2 separate regions of the Sus scrofa genome follow, and region 1 is linked to region 2. The links are chromatin contacts, called in public Hi-C maps. All regions are on one chromosome and are shown on one strand. The core of a region is the stretch at or near the end of the contact, and the rest is flanking DNA. Distances in the headings are between cores, read along the strand shown. Region 1 has its middle 59 kb from the start of TXNDC5. Region 2 overlaps BMP6 (bone morphogenetic protein 6).

Region 1 (2,700 bases), core at 26-2,525, 170 kb before region 2:
GACTGAACCCGCCACCTCATGGTTTCTAGTCAGATTCGTTTCCTCTGAGCCATGACAGGAACTCCTATCAGCATTTTAAATGTACATACTTGTATTTGTATATGAAGACATGTATACAAAGCTCTTTGTTGGAGTTTCTCCTATATGAGTAAACTGCTGGAAACATAAGTATCTATCCGTATGGACCTGGTTAAAGAAATCATTATGTATTCTAACAAGAATACTACACAGCCACGAAAAAGGGTGACACAGTACTATTTATGACCAAATGGAATGATCTCCAAAACACATTGCTATATGAAAATGTATTTTAAAAGGAGGAAATGCACACACACACGTGGGCTTGAATATGCCAGGAGTTTACACTAGTGGCTGGTAATAGTGGCTGGCTTGGAGGTAGGGACTGGGGAGATAAGCATCTACCGTGGGAGAGATACTTACTCTTTCTATGCATTGTAGTGCCTGAATTTTAATTGGTAAAATGTATTTAATTTTTTATAAGCTATGTGTTTTGTGTGTTTTTTTAAGGGCCACAGGTGTGGCCTATGGAAGTCCGGGCTAGGTGTCCCATCGGAGCTGCAGCTGCCAGCCTACACCACAGCCACAGAAACTCTGGGTCCAACTGACACTGCAGCTCATGGCAATGCCGGATCCTTAACCCACTGAGCCGGGCCAGGGATCAAACTCGCATCCTCACGGATACTAGTTGGGTTCCTTTCCGCCAAGTCACAATGGGAAGTCCAATGAGCTAATTTTTAAAAAGGAATTTTTTAAATGGCCTGTGCAATATGAGAAAAAGACATTGAAGGGTATTTACATTCAGTGACGTCTGCCTAAATGAACGGGCTGATGCAAAAGGAACAGATTTTTCTTTTTCCCCATCCGCTCCCCTAAGAACAAGGGGACATCTAATGGCATGAAGGACTGGTCCATGAATAAGTCAAAGGACAAAGCTTTTCCCACCGCGTGTGGCCAGGCTAAGGAATTCACCGCCACAGGCAGTCATAGAGTCAAACACTGTGGCCGGATTTTTTGGGGGGTGGGGGCGCGGCGGGGGAAGTCTGGTCACTTCTGTGCAGTCATAACACTTGTAGTTATGCAAGAAAAGATAAGGGCAATCACTCCTGGTGGAGCAGGATGTAAGCTGATCGGTGCAAAGGAAGGAATTTCTCCCCAACCCTCCCTTCTTTTTTTGGCTTCTTCCAATGCCTCAGAATAAACATGACACAATTGGCGAGGTCCACTTTAAAGAATCGACAGTGCTTCCTCTGAATCATGAGGATTAGCCACTGCCAAGGGAAGGGCTCCAGACCTGCCTGGGCAGCAAAGCTCATCACTCTTTTTTTTTTTGCACCCAGAGTGAGGGCCCCTGTCGTTCAAAATTAAGCCAACCCTCTGCGACTGCGCCGTTCCAGCCATTCCCAGGACAGAACAGGCTCCAAGGGAATTACTGGGCTTCAGCCCCCCTCCAGGGGAGCTGGCAGTCTCGTGGAACCAGCAAACCCCAGATGATTGTGGGAAGGACTGAATAGATAGGAAATAATTCATGCTTTTTTTCTCTTTCTCTTTCCTTCTTTGGCTCCAACTGGTAATGAATCCCTCCACGGGGGGGGGGGGGGGCAGAAGACATAAACTACCACTGACCACTCTCATTTAGCCCCAGCTCCCAATCTGACATCTTGTGGGTCTCCTTTAGCCATGCAACTCAAGAAATACTGCACCCATGTACCTCTGTCTTGTATTTTAAGATCAAGAGGAGCGTGGAGCGGGTTGATTTGGATGTGAGCAAGCAAAGGCGGTGGAATATAGAGAACTGTGTCCAGGTGAGCAAGGCGAGATGCATTTAACAAAATCCACTGCAGCGAGTTCCCGGCGTGACTCAGCGGGAAGAATCTGACTGGCATCCATGGGGATGAAGGTTTGATCCATGGCCTCGCTCCATGGGTTAAAGATCCGGTGTTGCCATGAGCTGTGGTGTAGGTTGCAGTCGAGGCTCGGATCCTGCCTTGTTGTGGCTGTGGTGTAGGCCAGCAGCCACAGCTCCGATTCAACCCCTAGCCTGGGAACCGTGATGTGCCTTGGGTGCAGCCCTAAATCACACACACACACAAAAGAAGAATGAAAGAAAGACAGAAAAAAATCCACTGCAGAAGGACTCTATTCTGTCCCTCTGTGTGATCGGGTCAAGGGCAAACCTTTAGGCGTCCAGTCGCAAGAATAAAGGACTCTCTTGTTGTGAAGCGTCTCTGCCCTGTTGTGGGCTCCAGCAGCAGGCAGACGGGATTTGTTCAATGTGCAGGAATGAATGTGCTTCCCTTTGCCAGCACTTTGCTTTGCAGAGCCTCTGCTGTCAGCCTGCAGCTGGATGATGTCTACACAGGCAGTGATCCCAGCCCGTCTGGTGGCTGAATACAGAGGCACGACATCTTGTGTGTCCTACAGACAAGACTCAAAACAGATGGTCCGCCCAACACCCAAAGCCAAGAGCAGCCTTGTTTCTGTCATTATCGTGTGGCTTAATTACATGCTAGAAAGTTCCAATGGAACTTAAAAAAATCTTTTTGCATTTAATTATAATTCACTTTTCTGCTAGCCAAGCCCACTGGCACCACGTGCAATCCCAACTTCCCACTGTTTTAGGAGACCCGCTCGATGTCTAGTGTTGTCCCTTGGAAGTTTCTGCAGCGATGGAAGGGTTCT
Region 2 (2,700 bases), core at 166-2,665:
TCTTAAGGGATGATGTTTAGAGGGAAGTTAGCATCTGGTGAGAGAGTGAGTTCTGGGTTAGAAACACAGACCTAGGAGTTCCCGCTGTGGCACGGTGGGCTAAGAACCCAACTGCAGCGGCTCGGGTTGCTGCAAAGGCATGGGTTCGATCCTCGGCCTGGCTCAGTGGATTAAAGGATCCATCGGCATTGCCACAGCTGTGGTTCAGATTCAAACCCTGACCTGGGACCCTCCACATGCCACAGGTGCAGCCATTAAAAAAAAAAAAAGAGAGAGAGAAAAAAGCAGAGTTAACAGACATCACTTCAGAGCCAACTGAAGCCCTGCGAGAAGGTGAGGTCTCCATGCAGAGTGCAAGGCAGTGAAGTGGGCCAAGGGCAGAGCCCAAAGAACTTGAACATTTAAGCCTGAACAAATGATGGGGGAGCGGGGGCCGGGAGAGGGGAGAGCAGACGCAAGACCAAGAAGGGGAGTAGAGAAGCCAGGGGACAACCGTGCCTCCCAAAGGGCAGGAGCCACAGCCACCAGGACCCAGGGATGGCGGGGTGATGAGAACATCCCGAGGATGGCGGGGTGATACTGGGGGGATTCTCCAACGTGGGGGAGCCGGGTGGGGGTGTCAGCAGAGGGAGCCAGAGGCGGCGGAGGGCGGGGAGGCGATCTGGGAAGCGCAGACCAAAGGCTGCTGGAGGAGCCTGCAGAAAGCAGGAGTTTGAACCCGTGCAGGGGAAGGAGGACCCATGGGTCTGAGACGGGAGCCCTGGAACTGGCGGGCAGAGGCGGTGAGCCCTGCCGAGTGACAGGAGCCAACGAGGAAGAGATGCTCCTTCAAGAAGCTTAGCCGTGTGGTGGGAAACCCTCCAGGAAGGAGCATCTGGAGACACAGCAGCATCTCACATGCAGTGAGAGAGGACCGGGGAGGCGTTCGTCTGGTTTGCTTTGCTTTTGCTACAAAGGCCTCCGGGATGGAGAAGACACTGGGAGACTCTGCCAGCACCGTCGACCTGACCCTGGCTGCCAGATGCTAGGAAAGTTCTCCCAACATCGAAGGGGCAGGAGCAAGGGGACCACGTGCAGAAAAGGCTTGAAAACAAACTTGAACAAACACACAGGCACCAGCAAGAACAGCTGTGTGTGCGCGGTCCCGGGCCAGCATCCCAGCAAGTGGCCCAGATTCCGAAACGCCGCTGAGTGAGGCGACTGGTAACATACAAGCCGCCCCTGAAAGCCAGGGCATCACTCCCAAGGGACGGAGGGCATGGCCTCAAGGGAAAGCCTGATGAACCCTGAGCCATGCCTTCGGGACTGGTCACACACGGGGCCAGCCCGGCAGCACCCCCCCCGCCACCGGCCAGCTGGCAGGTGTGACAGACACGGCCCTCAGTTCTGGCAAGGCCGCCGCAGACCGGCCCAGGGTCCGCAGGGGCCCTAAAGAATCCTCTGTATCTTAAAAAGATACAAGGGTCATTCTGCAAAGGCCAGCCAGGGAGAGTCTCTGAAGAAATCCTACAAGCTGGGAAATGATTACCAGAGCAGAGCACTTCCAGAAAGGAAGCTCTCAAGACATTTTGGAACTAGCCTCCCAGGAGCGAGTTACCCGCTGTCCTTAAGCCTCGGCGTGTTTGCCAGCCCGTCTGTCTCCCCTCCAGCACTGTCCCTGCGTCATGTGAACCACAGTCTCATGGGTCTGACTCTTCTGTGCATCTTACTAGTGATTGTTACGCTTCCCTCTCCTCTTCAGTTAATTTTACTTTTTACAGTGTTTTTGGAGGCTTTGACTTTTCTTTCTACAGAGACGGCTGCAAAGCCATGTGCTCTAAATCAGCAAACTCCCAACTGGAGACCACAAATCCCTGGCGGTGGGGGGCGGGGCGGGGTGATAAAGATTTTTCTGGAGCAGGGACGAGCATGGATGGTTGGTTTCGAAAAGTAGATCACACTTCCAGAACCTCAGCTTCCAAATAAATTCTTTCCTCAACCCAACGAGCCTGAAATTATGCTGATTCTTCTTTCCTCCTTCTGCTCCTGAGTCTTAAAGCACATTGATGGGAGTGGGGGCGGGGGTGCATGTAGAAGCATCTGGGGTTCCAAATAAAAGACAGTAATTCAAGAATGCATTCCTGAGGGAGAGCCCTGCAGAGAAAAGTACAGAAAACTTCTCTTCAAAACAAAGAGAAATGATATAATAAGGGCGGGGGGTCTTCTTTCCACCAGGTGACAAAGGCACGGCAAGGCCCTTGCCTTTCTGATCTTTAGAGTTTAAATTCAGAAGTCAGGGAGCTGTTTGAAGATACACGTTGACATGTGTACTGAAACGGAAAAAATACAGGACCTCTATCCAGAGAAAACCAGGACTCGAGAAGACACACGGACTCCAATGTTCACTGCAGCACAATGTACAACAGTCAAGACATGGAAACAACCTGTCCATCGACAGATGTGGTCATCTACACAAAGGAAGATGACTCAGCCATCAAAATGAAACAAAGAACGGCATTTGCCACAACATGGATGGACCTAGAAATGACCCTGCTAAGTGCAATCGGTCAGACAGTGAGACACCAGCATCAAAGGCTGTCACTGACACGGGGAATCTAAAGAAAGGACACAATGAACTTCTTTGCAGAACAGATACGGACTCCCAGACTTTGAAAAACTTACAGTCTCCCAAGGAGACAGGGTGGGGGGTGGGGGATGCGC

Evidence for each region. A called contact is a pair of places that touch in the nucleus more often than the background predicts.
Region 1: a contact with region 2 is called in a Hi-C map of heart right ventricle, with 6 times the contacts expected there. The contact joins two enhancer-like sites. A contact is called at or near these places in 1 of 47 Hi-C or Micro-C datasets (heart right ventricle) and 1 of 2 datasets of contacts at active chromatin or transcription factors (skeletal muscle).

Annotation. Positions count from the first base shown.
Region 1 is chr7:5,294,971-5,297,670 of Sscrofa11.1, reverse strand. No RefSeq gene overlaps it. Among named protein-coding and RNA genes, the nearest start is that of TXNDC5, 59 kb to the right of the region's middle. Within about 2 kb of position 1,275, at least 15 of the 83 cell types and tissues checked have an H3K27ac peak or open chromatin away from gene starts, as enhancers often do.
Region 2 is chr7:5,124,631-5,127,330 of Sscrofa11.1, reverse strand. All of the region lies in intron 1 of BMP6 (bone morphogenetic protein 6), which reads right to left. Among named protein-coding and RNA genes, the nearest start is that of BMP6, 67 kb to the right of the region's middle. Within about 2 kb of position 1,415, at least 6 of the 83 cell types and tissues checked have an H3K27ac peak or open chromatin away from gene starts, as enhancers often do.